2 separate regions of the Sus scrofa genome follow, and region 1 is linked to region 2. A link is a contact called in public promoter capture Hi-C data. All regions are on one chromosome and are shown on one strand. The core of a region is the stretch at or near the end of the contact, and the rest is flanking DNA. Distances in the headings are between cores, read along the strand shown. Region 1 holds the start of MDGA1 (MAM domain-containing glycosylphosphatidylinositol anchor protein 1). Region 2 holds the start of RNF8 (E3 ubiquitin-protein ligase RNF8).

Region 1 (4,240 bases), core at 1,725-4,224, 340 kb before region 2:
CAGTCCATCACCCATAGTTGTTATGAGAATGAAATAGTTAATACATGTGAAGGGCTTAGAACAGCCTGGCATGTGGTGTCAGCTATTACTATTATTACTCGCTTCTCTCGATCAGCCTGTGAAATAGGGATTATATTCACTTTACAGCTGGAGACACTGAAGCCTAGAGAGGTTAGGACTGGAGCTCAGGGCTCAGGGCTCCCAAGCCTAGCGCTCTTTTCCTTCTCCTTTGTCAGACCCAGAGCTCTCTCAGAGACAGCAGGCAGGGCACACCTAGGGGAGGGAGGAGATGACAATTTACAGGCGCAGGCAAACAGGCTGTCAAGGTATTTACACTGCATACAATTAGCTGCAGAGTATTCACAAGTGGATTAGCTGCAGCAAATGTTCAACCCCATCTTGGCTAGAATTTGGTCCTCTGCTCCTCCCTCCCCTCTATTACTCCCTCATCAGGAGTCTTCTCTCTCCTCCAGGCTAGAGTAGGTGTTCAGAGACTGCAGCTGAGTCAGTTGGGTTCCTTGTCTACTAGTGATGCACCCCCAAAGCAAAAGAGGAGCAATTAACTTCTATTTGGTGTTGGACAAGCTAACTGAAAAACAGACATGGATACGTGCTCATTCAACTCAACATGAGCAAAGCCGAGGAGAGTGGAAATTGCTGTGATCACTCCCCGAGAGCTTCCTGGAGGAGGTGATGGTTTTCAAATAATGGGCAGAAGATAACAATAAAAGAAGCTGCTCATCATCACACCCTCGATTGCTGTCATTTCCTTCTCAGACTAGGAAGGGGAGGCTCTGTATCTCTGCAGGGCAGAAGGTGGATTTGTCTCTTTGGGGGGCGGGTAGTGGGGCGTAGACAGTGTTGCAGGCTTATGTACAGAGAAACGAGACACCAAGGCTTTTTACCAGGAAGCACATTGAAGGTATCCTAGGTCCGTGGTATGATGGGGATCATTCGATCATTTTAACAAATCTTTGGCTGGCATCTGCTGGGTGCCCAGCACTAAATTGTGTTTGGTTCCCTTTGGACCCACAGGAAAGGAAGGAGAGAATAAAAAGGAGGGAATGGAGGAGGTACAATCAAGAAGAAGTTGGCTGGAGAACAAGATTCTTCAAATGATCTCGGACTTCCTGAGACAGAAAGGAAGGTGAGGAGGTGTCACCTGGAGACACGTCCCCCCCACGCCCCCACCCCTGCCTGGAATTCCTCCTGACACCTCACACTCCTGCTGCCCCACCCGAGAAGTTGGGGGCACGTGCTCCTGTGAGGGGCAGCCCCTGGAAGGACAGGAGAAGAGGGACCCAGCAGGAAATGGGCCTAGGAAAGGGATGGCATATTTTTATTATTTGAATTTTTGTTTTGATTTACAAACTGAAACGTTGTCTTTTCGGTGTCCATTCTTTTGAGTTTGGACAGATGCGTAGAGTCGTGGACCACCATCACACCCAGGAGATTAAACAGTTCCGGGGGTGGGGGGAGGGTTGGTAATCTCCCGGCTTGTTAGCTGCTGCGGTTTTCCGCGCTCCCAGGGGCCGCCCTAATACAATCCTGGCGCACACGCCGAGATAAATAACGGCGACAGGTGGAGCAGGTGAGATTAGCCAGACCGGGGTAGGGGGAAGCGATCGGAGGTGCGGGGGAGGCCGCCCGCTCTGCTTCCTAGCCTTTGCCTCTCCCCGCCGGCGTTCGGGAACAGCGCTCTTCCCACCCCTGCTCCCAGAGGGCCGGGTGGAGGTAGCGGAGTCCGGGAGCGCGAGACCTCGCGGCTGGAGCCGGCCCCTGGCTTGGCTGCTGAAAGAGAGGGCGCCTCTGGGGCGCTTGGGCGCGCTTGAGGTCCTGAGGGGAGGCAGGATGGGGAGAGGGACGAGCTGGGGAGAATGGGGTGGTGGCCTGGGGAGCTCTGGCTACGGGGTCCTGCCGACAAACCTGTTGGCAACCTGTGGGCAGAGGCACGGGCAGGAGGAGCTCTGATCTCGCCCTCTCAGCCCCCGGCTACTCCAGCTGCTCCGGCGAGGGCCCCCACGCCTGACGCGGGGAGAGGCCTCGGCTGTCTGGAAAGGGGCGGGGCTCGGCCGGGGGCGGAGGGACTCCCGGGCGGAGCAGACAGCCCTGCAGACCCACAGCAGGCGACCAGCTCGCGCGCCTGCAGGACCCCGAGCACTGCTGGCGCCCCGGCCTTTCCCTTCGACCCTCGCTTCAGTTCCCCTCCCCCACCCCCCGCGGCAAAGTGCGAAACATTTACAAAGTGTGCAGTGCCCCGCAGGCTAGGCTAGAGTCCCCGGAGCGAACGTCCGCGTCTGCCTAGCTAGCGTACTGGGATCAGTGCACCCGGTCCGGGTGAGCAAGGGCGGGCGAAGAGCGAGTGTGTGAGCGCGCTGCAGAGCCCGCGCCAAAACCCTTGTCCCTTCGCCACTGTCCTCTGGATGGATGGATCCATTTCTGCTTTCTGACATTTTCCTGCTGGGGGTGGGGTGGGGGCGGAGAGAGAGAAGGGGGGAGGAGAGGGAGAGAATGAGAGAGAGAGAGAGAGAGGAGAGAGAGAGAGAGAGAGAGAGAGAGAGAAAGAAAGAGAAAGGCAGTCTGCTTCCCCCAGCCCTGTTTTGTTTTCTCTAATTGGTCCTGGGGGAGGCGAGGAAATTGGACAGAGGCTGGGCCGGGCGAGCTGGGCTGCCTTTAATTGGCTCCTTTTTTTAACTGGAGGGGAATCAAACAGGAGAGCGAGCGACAAAGGGTGGGAGAGCGAGAGACCGAACGAGGAGACGCGAGGAGGAGGGAGGAGAGAGGGAGGCGTGTGGGGCGGGGTGGGGGGAGAGCGCGGAATGAAAAGCTCGGAGGAGGGGGAAAGCAGCACAGCGGAGCCCAAGTTGCCGAGCGAGCGGAGTGCTCCCGCGGCCCGGAGCCTAGCGGCCGCCGCGCCCGGGAGCCCGGCCCGGCCCCGCCTGCTCTGGGCCCCCGCTGGCGGAGGCCGCCGGGCGGGGGCGGGGACGATCAACTTGGGGCGCGGCGCAGCCCGGTTTTCCCGAGAGCGCGAGCCCGGGAGAGCCTCGGGCCGCGTCCAGACGGCGGGAGCGGAGCGCGACGAGCGGAGGAGGCGAGCGGCTCCCGCGCCGCAGCCCCGGCCTCGGCGAGAGCGCGAATATTTTTCAAACGACTCAAACTTTCCTTCTTTCCCCGCGTTCTGGGGTCTCTCTTGAATGGAATTGCTCTCCTGAGTCCCGCGGGGCGCCAGGGCGCGATCGCTCCCCGAGGTTCCTCGGTGGCTGGGCTAACTTCGCGGACTCGGGACCCGTGGCTCTAGCCCCTCGGCGGAGCCCAGCCCTTCTCCCGTGCTCAGGAGGGCCAAAGCCGGGGCTTTTTGCCTCCGAGAGGACGCCCAACCCAGCCCCCTTGGGTCAGGCCGTTGAGCCCCCAGCACCAGCCGCAGGACTGGAGACAGCGGATTAACCCGAGAGGAGCCCGGGCCTCCCCGCCCCCGTTCCGCTGAGGGTCGTCCCCTGGGCGGGGAAACGACAAGTTTGTCAGTCGTCGGTGGCCTGTTGGATCCAAGAGCCTCCGCCTCTGCAGAGGGGTCCCTGGCGCCCAGAACACCGAGCAGACACTCCTGGAACCCGGGGAGGCTCGGCAGCCGGGCTCCGTGGGCTGGGGCGCTGGCTGCTGCGCCGGGCGCGCGGAGGCACCCGGGGCCGGCCAGCGCCCCCTGCGTCCCCACGCGGGCAGCGGCCCCGCCAGAGGAGAAACCCGGCTCGCCGCCACCGCCGCCTCCTTAGTCTCCCGGTCTCCATCGCTGGGGCCGCCTACTCCGTCGCCTCTCCGGGAACGGGAGACGCAAGGGGCATCGCGGGGCCCCGGCGGATGCGCCCCCCGGCGCCTCTCGGGCTGCGCCGCCTCGCGGGGATGAAGCACCGGCCGTGAAGATGGAGGTGACCTGCCTTCTACTTCTGGCGCTAATCCCCTTTCACTGCCGGGCACAAGGAGTCTACGGTAAGAGCCCGCGTGCCGCTCCAGGCCGGCTTAGCACCGCGCGGAAACTTTGCAAGAGGCGCAAAGCGCGCGCCGCCGGGGTTTGGTGGGTACCCCGGCTCAGACTCTGGAGTGGATGCCGGGGTCTCCGCCCTTTTCCAGAGCTCGAGGAGATGGAGCTAGCTGCTCCAGAGCACCGAGACGGGTCGTATGGTCTGGCGTGAAGCCGGGGATGCCAGGGGAGGTGGTACCCACTTTCCAAACGCTGCCAATGGCAGGA
Region 2 (4,248 bases), core at 1,419-3,918:
TCAAAGGCAAGCCAGTCTTCCCACTGTGCCTTCACCATTCACTCTGGTTTGTATGGCTCTCTCCTCACAGAGGTGGCCTCACAAATTTATCCAATAGTTTAAAATGTGTACGAGTACTTTATGGGTCCTCTTGCCCTTCCTGCAGGGGCTTTAAATCTTTCTGCCTGGCCCCTCCCCAAGACTCCCAGTGCTACCAAGCTTTTCAGAAGTAATGAATTAATGCACAGCAACTAAATCTGAGTGAACTGACATGATCACTAAGTTCCTTACAGGGTTGTGTGTGAGGGCAGTACACGTGCAGGACTCAGATCAGGTAATGTATATGAAAGCCCAAACCTTATACAAAATAAGGTATAGTCGCTTTTTTTTTTTTTTTGCTTTTTAGGGCCACACACTAAAAAGCATGGAGGTGTGGCATATGGAGGTTCCCAAGCTAGGGGTCGAATCAGAGCTACAGCTGCTGGTCTACACCACAGCTCACGGCAACACCAGATCCTTAACTCGCTGAGCAAGGCCAGGGATTGAACCTGCATCTTCATGGATCCTAGTCGGGTTCATTAACCATTGAGCCACAAAGGGAACTCCAGGTATAGTCATGATTATTCAGATGTTAGTATCTTCATTTATTAAACTTCCCAAAAGTATATGCTTTTGAAAAGAGCCATGCAAGGCAATGCTCAAGTTTAAAAAGTGGACTTTTAGGCACTGATACCAGCATAGAAGAGAGATTTGGGGGACAGAGGTATCTTCCTGGTGTCTTTAATTCATAGCATACAAGTGACCCTTTATACTCTAGCAACATTTAAGGCTGGACCCGAATCTCTCCTCTGACTTAAGGAACCACTGTTCTTAGGATAGTACTAAACAATCCATATCCTGGCACTTGATAACAGTCTGCATGGATATTCTCAAACGGCTTCATTGTATAAAAATCCTCTTTCCCCATTCATGCAATAAACTCTTGGGGAGCAGAAGTCATTATGATTTGTCCCTCTCATAGTACACTATACAATGTAAGTGCTCAATAAATACCTGGGAAACTGAATTGTGACTGTGTAACTTAGAGGAAAAATCTACTTAAACATACATTATAATCAAAAGACTTATTTTCCACACATATCATTTCCCAAACCCAAATGGTTCCCATCACTACAAGCTGGTCTCTGATCTAGCCCTACTTCCCAAGCTGACTGCACTCTCTCTACTCCCCTTCTCTCTAACATCACCTTCTCCAGAACCATTACCCTAGTCTAGCAGCCCTGAACTGAAACCATGCCAAATCTACCCTCTTTAAAATTTTTGTTTTGGCAAGTTCCTGTTGGGGCAGAGCAGAAACGAATCTCATTAGTATCCATGAGGACAAGAGCTCAATACCTGGCGTTGCTCAGTGGGGCGGAGATCTGGTGTTGCCCTGAGCTGTGGTGTAGGTCCCAGCGCTGCTAGGATCCTGGGTTGCTGTGGCTGTGGCTAGGCCGGCAGCTGTAGCTCCAATTTGATCCCTAGCCTGGGAACTTCCATATGCTGTGGGTTTGGCCCTAAAAAACAAAAAAGAAGGAAAATTTTGCATTTATGATTCCATTAGAGAACATTATAAGCAGCCTTTTAGAGAGAATTATTATATTTCTGAAGCCCTACCTACCCCAACCCATCTCAGAGAATGCCAATGGGCAGTACCCAGACTCAGGGTAATTGTGGCCCACACCAAAGCGCCAATTTTCCCCAGAGTTGGAAAGACAGAAGCCATTTTAACGTTATAGTCTGAGTATTTTAAGGGACCCGACCCAAACTTGAAATCTTTTTTAAAAGAAACTTGAAAAAGTTCACTCTCTCAGCAGCTGTTTCCCCCCTCCCCCGACCGTGGGCCATTCTGACTCCGAAGTTGGGGCAGCTCCGCCTCCCTGGCAGGGGGCTGCAGAGCTTCGTGCGACCCCAACAGGTCCTAGACCCCTAACCCATCAACCTAGTCGCCTCCTTCCCCCACAAAACCCCAGCAGTCCTCAGGTTCTGGGCCACCCCTACGGCCACCTCTCCTTCGGCCCCTCTTCCAGGCTTCTTTTCGCAACCCGGACATCGGTCCCAGCTCTTCCCTCCGGCTTAGGCCGCTCCGGAAGTGGCCATCTTTTCTCCCAGGCTGTCCTACTTCCCCTGACACCCCCCACCTCAGACACCCCAACAGCTCGCACCAGACTCCTTTCTACTTTCCCTCCTCCAGGACCCAGCCTTCACCTCTCTCTCCTCTTCCTCCCCCACCTCCTCTTTACCATTCATCCCTACCTCACCCTGTCGGGACGCCTGGCCTCCCTCCTGCCCCACCTCCTCCAACCCCCTTCCTCGCATCAGTAGGACCCCTCCCCCTCACCTCTTTTCCGTCCTCCAGCAGCAGCCACTCGGCGTTCATCCCCACCCGCCGCAAGCACCAGCTCCGGTCACCGGCGCGGCCTCCCGTGACCAGGGAGCCGGGCTCCCCCATAGCCCACTCGGCCCTGGGTTGCTGTCAGTACAGAGCGAGGTTGCTGTCAGCACAGAGCGAGACCCGACCCGAGTTCCCGCCGCCTCTCCGCTTTCTCGCGGACGCCATACTAACAGTACAGACAGAAGCAATCGCTAGGAGCTCGCGATCGATGCAAACGCTCGTTCGGGCTCCGCCCCCAGCCCGCTCCCCGCAGGCAAGCCGGAGTCACTGCGCCTGCGCGAGACCAGGGCTGGGGCGGGTTGGCTCAGGTGAGGGTGGTGTAGCCTCAGGTCCGGTACTGGTGTGCGCTACACTCTGAAGCTCCCATGTGACACCTTACTCTCCCTTTGTAGCGCCCCAACTTCAGTTCTAGCTGCCTCAAACTGGAGCCTCTTCTAACCTTTCTTCTCGCTTTTAAAAATTTTGCTTTATGATGCTTTCTATGTTATTTGAAATTATAAACAACTTTTAACTTGTGATCATTTTTAAATCCGTGAACCCTGTTTCTAAATAGCATCTCGTTTGCACGATCTTTTATTGCCGAATTTTTTTAACTTACACTGTACTAGACAAGTCTTGCCAAGCAGAGAGCAGTGTTAACCTGGGGCCAGGTGTGGAAGAGGGAGTGGGGGGTGTCGAATGCAAATAGAGTTGAGGGAATTTTCAGAGGTGATAAAAATGTTCTAAAACTGCTTTCTGATGTACACTGGAACATAATATTGTATGTCAATTGCATTTCAATTAAAAAAGTGAAAATGAAATTAGATTATGGTAATGATTGCACAGCTGTATATATTTACTAAAAAGTCCTTTGAAGCATACACTTCCAATGAATTTTATGGTGTGTAAGTTATCCTCAATAAAGCTGTTAATTAAAAAAATGAAAAAACAGCAAACTCAGATTCTTTCCTTTGATTCTCCAGAATAGTCTGGTAGCTGCTCCCTGTAGTAACTACCTCTGTAATCACTCAATGCCCCCTTTGGTCGTTTTGATTTTCCAACACCTGGTTCACAGTTTTCTTAAACTCTGTCAAGAGGAAAAAAATGTATTATAAATGAATCATACAAAGTGCAATAGTAAGTGGCTGATGTTTATTGAGAACTAAGGACTTGACCAAGCACCCTGCATAATTTATTTTACTTGCTTCTCACAAAAGATGTGACGATGGTGGTTACAATTATAATTCCTACTTTAGAGATGATGAGAAAAGAGGGACAGTAGTTCCCCTGTGGCACAACCAGTTAAGGATCTGGCATTGTCACTGCGGTGGCCTGGGTCACTGCTGTAGCGTGGGTTTGATGATCCCTAGCCAGGGAACTTCCGCATGCTACAGGCAGGCCAAAAAAAAGAAAAGAAATTTCAGCCTTTGATGTCACAGAGGGTCAGGAAAATTGGTGGAGACTTACCTGCATTCACGGAGATGCTTCCCTAACCTTTGGAAGGGTGACTGCTATGCTTTCATCCCACCTTAGTGTTTTGTCCCAGGATCAGCAAGTGCACGTAAGGCCATCCTGACATTTAGTTGGCATGTCTCCCTAAGCTCTTGTGGGCTGTGACAGTTTCTTGGACTTCCCTTGTTTTTGATGACCTTGACAATTTTAAGGAATACGAGCAGGTATTTTGTAGAATATTCCTTAACTGGGATCTAGCTGATATTTTTCTCATGATTAGACGGGCTTGTAGGTGTTGGGAAGACCACAGAGGTCGAGTGCTATTCTAGTGCCACATTAAGGTTACAAGCTATCAATGTGAATTATCACTACTGACATTAATCTTGATAACCCTGCTGAGGTGG

Evidence for each region. Promoter capture Hi-C pulls out the DNA fragments that hold promoters and counts their contacts.
Region 1: a promoter capture Hi-C map of fetal skeletal muscle shows a contact between it and region 2, with 7 times the contacts expected there. The contact joins the promoter of MDGA1 here to the promoter of RNF8 in region 2. A contact is called at or near these places in 1 of 5 promoter capture datasets (fetal skeletal muscle), 1 of 47 Hi-C or Micro-C datasets (omental adipose tissue) and 2 of 2 datasets of contacts at active chromatin or transcription factors (alveolar macrophages and skeletal muscle).

Annotation. Positions count from the first base shown.
Region 1 is chr7:33,267,947-33,272,186 of Sscrofa11.1, reverse strand. MDGA1 (MAM domain-containing glycosylphosphatidylinositol anchor protein 1) reads left to right here and starts at 2,974. Exons shown (of 17, transcript XM_001924567.4): 1 at 2,974-3,981. The coding sequence starts at 3,915.
Region 2 is chr7:32,930,206-32,934,453 of Sscrofa11.1, reverse strand. It overlaps RNF8 (E3 ubiquitin-protein ligase RNF8), which reads right to left and starts at 2,668. Exons shown (of 8, transcript XM_005665930.3): 1 at 2,360-2,668. The coding sequence starts at 2,470.